Regions from separate parts of the Mus musculus genome. Here regions 1 and 3 are each linked to region 2. The links are chromatin contacts, called in public Hi-C and HiChIP or PLAC-seq maps. All regions are on one chromosome and are shown on one strand. The core of a region is the stretch at or near the end of the contact, and the rest is flanking DNA. Distances in the headings are between cores, read along the strand shown.

Evidence for each region. A called contact is a pair of places that touch in the nucleus more often than the background predicts. HiChIP or PLAC-seq counts read pairs in DNA pulled down with a chosen protein or histone mark.
Region 1: an H3K4me3 HiChIP or PLAC-seq map of bone marrow-derived macrophages shows a contact between it and region 2, with 7 times the contacts expected there. The contact joins the promoter of 1700017B05Rik here to the enhancer-like site in region 2. A contact is called at or near these places in 12 of 39 promoter capture datasets (the 3T3-L1 cell line, the C10 cell line, Sertoli cells and 8 more), 5 of 15 datasets of contacts at CTCF or cohesin (CD8 T cells, the NIH/3T3 cell line, large pre-B cells and 1 more), 106 of 484 Hi-C or Micro-C datasets (the 63-12 cell line, the AML12 cell line, B cells and 73 more), 49 of 115 datasets of contacts at active chromatin or transcription factors (the 230-238 cell line, CD8 T cells, DN3 thymocytes and 35 more) and 3 of 9 other capture datasets (adipose tissue, liver and pancreatic islet).
Region 3: a contact with region 2 is called in a Hi-C map of bone marrow-derived macrophages, with 25 read pairs. The contact joins two enhancer-like sites. A contact is called at or near these places in 1 of 15 datasets of contacts at CTCF or cohesin (CD8 T cells), 5 of 484 Hi-C or Micro-C datasets (bone marrow-derived macrophages, embryonic stem cells and pre-B cells), 21 of 115 datasets of contacts at active chromatin or transcription factors (CD8 T cells, the HPC-7 cell line, astrocytes and 11 more) and 3 of 9 other capture datasets (adipose tissue, liver and pancreatic islet).

The regions. Positions count from the first base shown.
Region 1 is chr9:57,261,199-57,263,898 of GRCm38.p6, forward strand. 1700017B05Rik (RIKEN cDNA 1700017B05 gene) reads right to left here and starts at 1,401. Exons shown (of 3, transcript NM_028820.2): 1 at 1,231-1,401.
Region 2 is chr9:57,416,175-57,418,874 of GRCm38.p6, forward strand. All of the region lies in intron 5 of Ppcdc (phosphopantothenoylcysteine decarboxylase), which reads right to left. Among named protein-coding and RNA genes, the nearest start is that of Ppcdc, 23 kb to the right of the region's middle. Within about 2 kb of position 1,322, at least 30 of the 459 cell types and tissues checked have an H3K27ac peak or open chromatin away from gene starts, as enhancers often do. A contact at or near this core is called in the 63-12 cell line, the HPC-7 cell line, the SCID.adh cell line and 6 more, where this site is marked.
Region 3 is chr9:57,208,075-57,210,774 of GRCm38.p6, forward strand. No RefSeq gene overlaps it. Among named protein-coding and RNA genes, the nearest start is that of Gm46115, 6.2 kb to the left of the region's middle. Within about 2 kb of position 1,412, at least 1 of the 459 cell types and tissues checked has an H3K27ac peak or open chromatin away from gene starts, as enhancers often do. A contact at or near this core is called in bone marrow-derived macrophages, where this site is marked.

The sequences.
Region 1 (2,700 bases), core at 151-2,650, 150 kb before region 2:
TAGGGCCAACAGGTGATCCTACCGTGAAGATGTCCAAGTTCTGCCAGTTCTTAGAGGAGTTCTAACCTCAGCCAGAACCCAGGGCAGGGTCAAGCGCCTACACTCCTGCTTTTCCACGAGGGAGACAGACAACTCCGTGGGTCCATTTCCACGTCACATCCTTGGGGCCTCATGAAGAGCGCGATCCCAGCCAAGTTGAGGCCCGCATCAGTATTCTCTCCGCTCTAACAGATACCAGTCTTCTAAAAACTTTGCGTGCTGAGGTTCTGAGCACTCACTCAACGTGGAGCAGCCCACACTTCTCAGTTTGAGAGAAAGGGTCTCCCCGGATGCTCCGCTCCTAATTTCCCTCTCCCGGCCCCGCCCGTGACCCTCGTGCCAGTGGCTCACAGCCAGCCGGCTTCAGTAGGGAACTGGCGCCCCACCGCCACACCAGGCTTCCGGGTGTCCCCAAGCCTCTCTCTCCGCGCCTCTGCAACGCACGTGCACCCCGGCAGGCTGACACACAGACTGCCGTGGGCCACGCATGCAAAGCTGTTCCTACACGTACATGCATGGCCCGAATCTGCACACATGCCCCCCACTGCCCAACGGTGCCCTTCCTTAGCTCACGTAAACGTGTAAAAAAGTCAGGAGATTCGCACTGGGAACCCCACGGATCGATGCCCGCAGACTGCACTGAGGTCCAGAAGGCTGGGGGGCTGGGGGGGGGGCGGCCTCAAAGTCTGGGCAGCCACCTCCTTCGGGACGATCCCGCCAGCTTGGGCTGTGGCCAGAGAGTGAGTCAAGCAGTGGCTAGGAAACCGCAGGCGGTCCTGTTCCAACAGGGTTCGTCCACGGCCCCGCGGCACCTCAGCGCCCGCCGCCACCAATCCCAACCCCCCACCGCCACCCCGAATCGGCGCCCGGCAATCCGCGTGAGCCTGGCCCCGCGAGAGGCCCGAGGGATCCGCCTGACTCTTCGCCAGCCCTAACGCCCAGGCAGTGCTGTGGCTCCGGAGCTCTACCAGGCCCAGGGAGCATCCAAGTCCTGGCAAAGTCTGGGCAGCGGTATGACTGGGCCCCGTAGTCTGACCGCCCGAAGCCTCAGCACCTGGGCCCCGGTCCCCGCGCTCCGTCCTGGGGCTGGCCGGTAGGGGCGCCCTGGGGCAGGGCCACCCGCCCCTTGCCCACGCGCCGCCCGCAAACTCGGCCCAAGTTTCCGCGCCTGCCGGGTAGGCGAGCTCCTACCTTCAGAGCACCAGGCTTCTAGCGGCCGCCACCCGGAGCAGCCGCGGCATCTTTCAGCGCCGCCTAGGCTGCGGGTCCCTGTCCCGCCGGCCTTGCGCGGGAAGTCGCGGCAGGCAGCTAGCCCAGAGAGACGTTCCGCGCGACCGTTCGTGCTGCCGCTGGGCGCCGTTTGTGGTCCCGAGCGGGGCGGGGCGGGGGCGGGGCGGGGGCGGGGCGGGCCGTTGAGTGGGGGCAGAACCCGGCTGTGCCTCTGGGAGCCTGCGCTCCCCTGGGTCCTCCCGTGCCGAAGGCCTGAGTGGAACCAACTTTCCCGCGACCCGGCCTCTGGCTTTGTGCACAGTCTTCGCTCGCCTCCTTCCTCAAACCTCTGCCCCGAGGGCGATCGTAAGCCCTCATTCAGTCATTCCGTTAGATCATTCATTCCTTGCTACTTTCTAGCCATGTGACCTTGGACCTGCCACTTAACCTCTATGAGCTTCAGTTTCCTCATTTGTAAAAGTGATATTCTGCCTCTTAGAAATAGGGCCATCAGGCTTCGAAAAGATGTGTAGCACATAAATTGGGGTATGGGAGGCTGAGGCAGGGGAATTGCTGAGAGTTTGAGCTGAGCCTGGGCTATCTAGCAGTCCTTTTTTTTTTTTTGTTTTGCTTTTGCTTTGTTTTGTTTGGGAAGGTCACACTATATAGCTGTGGCTGTCTGGGAACTTACTATGTAGACCAGGCTGGCCGTGAACTCAGAGACACACCAGCCTCAGCCTTCTGAGTGCTGCAGTCAAAAGCTTGGACCACCACACTCAGTTCCTAGCAAGACAATAAAAATGCTAAAGGATATCTCGAGGCAGCCCTAACTTCCTCAACAAACAAGTTGCATTAGGAAATTAAGAAGGACTTATGAGGTAAAGTACAGACGAGTATATATCAGCTCCTAGTGACCTGGAGTGGGCCAGGAATGAGACTCTGGAGATATTGCCAAGCGGCCTTGGTGGGCATCTGAGCCTTTCTGGCAAATGTGTCGCACCAGAACCGGTCTGAGCATGAGCAACCTGGAAAGCTGATGGGATGAAGCATCCCTAGCCAAGCTGATGTGTTGCAGAAAGGGGCTGGGAAACCCACTGCCTCTGTTCACCTGGACTCTAGCCCATCTGGTTGTGGGGCCTTGCCCAGCTCAGCGCTAGCACCTCTTTCTTGGAAGGAATCTAATCCTTGCAGTTCCAGGACTGCCCAAGGCCAAGGCAGGGTCGCATGGTGAAGAATAGTTGAACACCATAGAGATCAAAATTAGTTTTTGGGGCAAAACCACTCAGAACACCCATCTTGACCCAAAGATCAGGACTGCCTGAGTCAGAACAGAGCTGAGGGCACAGGTATGGGAGAAGATGGGGCTGGGGCGGAGGGGCTGGGCTCCAGGTAGGATTAGGAAGAGGAAGTGAGGTCACTCAAGGAGAAGGGGAGGGTGTCTCTTGGATTAGA
Region 2 (2,700 bases), core at 72-2,571:
ATTTTATTTTATGAAAAATCTTGGGGCTGGCGAGATGGCTCAGCTGGTAAGAGCACTGACTGCTCTTCCAAAGGTCCGGAGTTCAATTCCCATCAACCACACAGTGGCTCACAACCACCCATAATGAGATCTGACGCCCTCTTCTGGTGCGACTGAAGTCAGCTACAGTGTACTTATCTATAATAATAAAGAAATCTTTGGGCTGGAGCGAGCAGGGACCGAGCCTGCCAAGGAACTACCCAAGCCAAGAAGGGCCAACCGGAGCAGGGTAGCCCAGAGTGAGCAGAGGTCCTAAAAATTCAATCCCAACAATCACACGAAGGCTCACAACCATCTGTACAGCTAGCTATAGTGTACCCACATACAATAAAACAAACAAATAAATGAAAATCATTTTAAAAAGAAAGGAAAAAGTTGGGCACTGTAGCATACTCCTTTGATCCTAGCCCTAGGGAGGCAGAGGCATACACAGCTCTCCCAGTTTGAAGCCAGCCTGGTTTACATAGCAACTTCTAGGCCACCAAAGGCTACATAGATCCTGTTTCAAAATAAAATAAAATAATTTTTTAATTAAAAAGACTGTGAATGTTTTTAATGGTGGTGTGGTATAGTAGTAGTTTTTTGAGGCACAATCTCACGTAGCCCAGGTTGGCCTCTGAACTGACAATGTGACAGAAGACCTTCTACTCTTGGTCCCCTGCTTTCCTAAGAGCTGATGTCAGCGGTGGGTACCCCCAGGTCCCAGCAAAAATGCAAAAGCTTTCAACATTCTCAGCTGAGAGCCTGGTACTAAGTACGGGTCCCACAGCTAGGGTTCCTGCATTACCCCAGGCCCAGGCTTGGGAGGCCACAGACTGCTCCTGAAGAAACGGGTTTCCTGTGCTCTGACTTCAGCAGCCACCTCCTCCTGAGAGCTCCCGGGGATACAGCAACTATGACACCCCTGCTCAGAAAGAGTCCCGAGTCCCGAGTGCCCCTGCCCCCTCCTGGGACAGCAAACAGTCTGGAATCTGGTTGCTTGCCTCGTCCCAGGCATCAACATTGGTCTCCCACCAGCTCCTCTCAAGAAGACAAGCTGGCTGTGGGTGGACACCTTCAGTCACATTTCTTCTTGGCTCTGTGCTACCTGCTGCTTTGACAGAGTCATAAGCAAACCTAGAAAGGACCCTTGATGAGTGGTGTAGGAACGGGGTGGGGCTGGGCTCTAAGAACCCTCAAAACAGAGCATGCTGACCACAGCAAACTCCAACCTGTCTGCCCTCGGCAGGGCTACTTCCCAACTGTCTGACTCGCAGCTCAGTGTTTCCTGGACAAACCACAGCTCCTCTGAAGCAACTAGCAGTAGGAAGGGAAGAGGACACTGCCGCTCCAGCCAAGTGGCTGGCAGCATGCTGGGTGCCTCAGCCTTGGCCCTGGGAATCTGCTCAGGCATGGCAGACGGCTGGATCCCAGTCCAGAGACTAGCGTCAGACTGGCAACCTGGGGCATCGACTCCTCTTTCTGGACCTGACAACTTAGCACAGAAGCCAGGCCAGAACAGACGGAGACAGCCATCCCCAGGCATAGGGCCTGGAGAGCAGGACTGAGAACATCTAGCAGGCTCCTCTCCAGCATCCTTCCAATGCTGGAGACAACTGCCTGCAAAGAGGGAGCAGGCTGAGCATCCTTCAGGTCTCTAAGAAGATACTGAGGAGGAGGTGGCCACACCACCTAGAGTGCCAACAGCTCAAACCGTAACACCAGGGATTGTGTCAGACATCTGTCTTCAAGGGAAACTGAGGCAAATGCTTAGTTTGGGGAACATGTTCCACTGTCCAGCCAATTCTGAAGAAGAAAACCTCAAAAACAGAGGTGTAGCAAGCAGCCTGGAAGAAAAAAAAGCCAGGCCCTCAGGCCATGCCTGCAATCCCACCTGGGGAAGGAAGAGAGAGGGGATCAGGATTTCCAGGCCAGTTGGTCTACATGACATTATATTTGTTTTACATGTCTTGACCACATATATGTCTGTGTATCACAAGTGTGCCTGGTGCCCACCAAGGCCAAAAGAAGATGCCAGATCTCGAGACTGATGTTACAGACAGTTGTGAACCTCCACGTGGGTACTAGGAATCAAACCCCAGTCCTCTGAAAGAGCACCCAGTGCTCTTAACCTCTGAGCCATCTCTCCAACTCAGCTCAAGACTGTTTCTAATGGGGGAGGAGCAGCGCATATAACAGCAATAACAATAACATCAACAACAAGGGGGGTGGCCTGCATCTTCAGAGGGAAGGAGGAAGCCTAAGAAAGTGGCTGGGGTTCAGCTCTGAGGTTGGAGTGTTTTATCACATCAGCTGCTGCTAACCTCCCAATGGGAGCGCAGCAGGGTGCACGGCTGAGTACCCCCTCTCCAGTTTCTACTAGGCAGTGACAACCATGCTATACCCAGCTCTGCTTCCCTGTCCTTCCCAGTCTGCTCCTGGCCACAGCATCAGGGAGGGTGTTCCTCCCATCCTATATTCTTAGTCTAACAATGCTTGGGTCACCAGCAGCTTCCCAGAAGAGCGCCTCATAAGCAAATAAGGATACTAGTGTCCGCCTTTCTTTTACACACCATCCTGGGAAATGAGTGAGCCTGGGGTTTCCCACTCACTACACAAGCACTCTGCCACAAGCACTCTGCTCCAGCCCTCTTTACTTTCTTTAGAGATTCATTCTGTAGC
Region 3 (2,700 bases), core at 162-2,661, 210 kb before region 2:
CCTTGGCTGATAGGGAACAAATGGCTCTTGTTTTTTGTTGGGGCCCAAGCAAAGCCCCTTAGACAGTTTTCTGACCATAAGGAATTGCCTCTAATATCTCTGGATGAACTACATTCATAAGCGTTGTGTGCCCATCTTCTGCATCTTTTACATATTCCAGGGTTATCATTTTTAAAAAATTTGTTTATTATAAAATGTGAGTACACTGTCTGCAGGCACATCAGAAGAGGGCATCAGATCCCATTACAGATGGTTGTGAGCCACCATGTGGTTGCTGGGAATTGAACTCAGGACCTCTGGAACAGCAGTCAGTGCTCTTAACCTCTGTGCCATCTCTCCAGCCCCCTAGGGACATTCATTAGAGAAAAATGTATCCTGTTTGCTCACAGTCCTTTAGGAGCTGGCTTGGTTCTCCACAGCCATAGCATTGGACAGCCTGAGCTCTCATATCTTCTGCCATTGTCTGTCCATCCACAACTAAATTGTAAGCATTACATCCAATATCTGAAGTAGTTTTAATCCACTCATAAATAGGTACAGATCGGGTACCAGAGATGGCTCAGTGGTTAAGAGCACTGACTGCCCTTCCGAAGTTCCTGAGTTCAAATCCCAGCAACCACATGGTGGTGGCTCACAACCATCTGTAATGAGATCTGACACCCTCTTCTGGTGTGTCTGAAGACAGCTACAGTGTACTTACATATATATAATAATAATAAAATAAATCTTTAAAAAATTGGTACAGATCTGGCTCTTAAAGATCTAACAGTCTTTTTGCATTCAGCATTAGCTTTCTCAGAAGCAAAAGACTCAATTATTTCTCTAGCATCTGTATCTGATATTGCTCTATTTAGAGCTGAAGTTAATCTTTGTTTTTTTTAAAAAAAAAAAGAAGTCAGCCAAAGGGTTTGTCTGAACCCTGGGTTATCTTTGTAAATGATCCAGATCATTTTCCCTTGTTCAACCTTGTCCCAAGCATTTAAATGACATTACTTTAAGGTGGCATCAAAAAAAACATAATTTGTACTCTAGTTCAGAATATTAACCTCCACCTAGCAACTGATCCTTGACAATATTAATATCTCTAGTTTGATTCTGTTGCTCCATAACTGAAGCCTCATCTGTCTACCATGTCAGCCACCGTAGTTGAGGGCCAGGTTCTAACATGGATGACATCAAATCTCTCTAATCTTTTGGAATTATACAATTTTTGCATGGCCCAGTTATTATCTGTTTCACGTAGGGTGAATGCATGCTATAAGACATTATTGCTTCATTAAGTCTTTTTAAGTCTAGTATTTCTATAGGCTGCCAGCAGCCAAATACTTCAAGCCAGTATGATTTCTCTCTCCTGGAGCTACTTCTCTTACAGTAACTGGAAAATTAGTTGTGGGTTTTCTAATGGGCCATCCTGTAGGTGGCGCCGTGGGCTCAAGATTGGATTTGTCTGAAGGTTTCTTTATTCTTATCTACAGGATCCTCTAATCTCTGTTCTATCACTTTTAATCTGGAATTCCATTTCTCAATCTTCTCCTTATCAAAGTCTGCTTTATTCTGATCTTTCCTTAAAGAGAGCATTGAAAATTGTGGTCATTACCAAACATATATTTCTATGCTGATATATGAAATAAAATTATACCGGGTCCACTTGCCCTCTGCCATTGTATATTCCACATCTTAACAAAATATATTTTCAGTTTTAATCTAATTCTCTCCTTCCTTCAGAGACTTGACTTTATTATTCTCAAACTAAATATTTCCCTTATTTCAACAGCAAAGTACACTTCTAACTGTTTCTACTTGTTTCTTTTACTGCTTTCAAACTTAATCCATTACCAGTTCAGAAGCTTGAGCCTGCAGCTTCTCAGTCAGACAGCAAATTCCTGAAAGTTCTCTCTCCGTGGGGCAGCAAGCTCCTCAAGCTAGCAGACACACCTTCTCACAATAACCGCAGTAAGTATTTAATTAACGCTTGCTTCCAATTTGGTTCAAAATTTTGGAACTGGTCTTTCTATCACAAATTTAACAGTTCTCTTCCCCCTTTCCTACTATACATACTTATGTGTGTACATGTATATGTATTATTTTATATATATAGTATATTACATATGTGTATTATATATACATAAATGTATAATATATGTATATTTTGAAGTATTTTGTATATTGCATATATTGTGTGTGTGTGTGTGTGTGTGTGTGTGTGTGTGTGTGTGTGTGTGTGTGTGTTTGGAGAAGGACATAGATCAGGTCACATGGGCTTCGCCCTCAGGATTCCAACTCTTGATAATGAGCAGTTAAGCAGTTCTCATAACCTTTAGGACAAAGATACATTGTATAACAATTTATGGCTCATCTTAAGTTACCAAAGACCAGTTTTCCTAGTAGATTTAGCAGCTGAAGTATTAATAATACTTTTCTGCGATGGTATAATTATAGTTTAGTAGCCCACTACAGTGTGTGTACAGATAATCTTAGTTTGCTATAACATGCCATGTATGTTATTTGGATTCAATTTTTTTTTTTAGAAAAATAATTTTTAAAAAAGAGTAAGTATGAGGGGGAAAGTTTTTTTTGAGGATTTATTTTTGGTTAAAAAGGGTTAACAAAGAGATGGCTCAATGGTTAAGAGCACTGACTGCTCTTCTAGAGGTCCTGAGTTCAATTCCCAGCAACCACATGGTGGCTCACAACCATCTG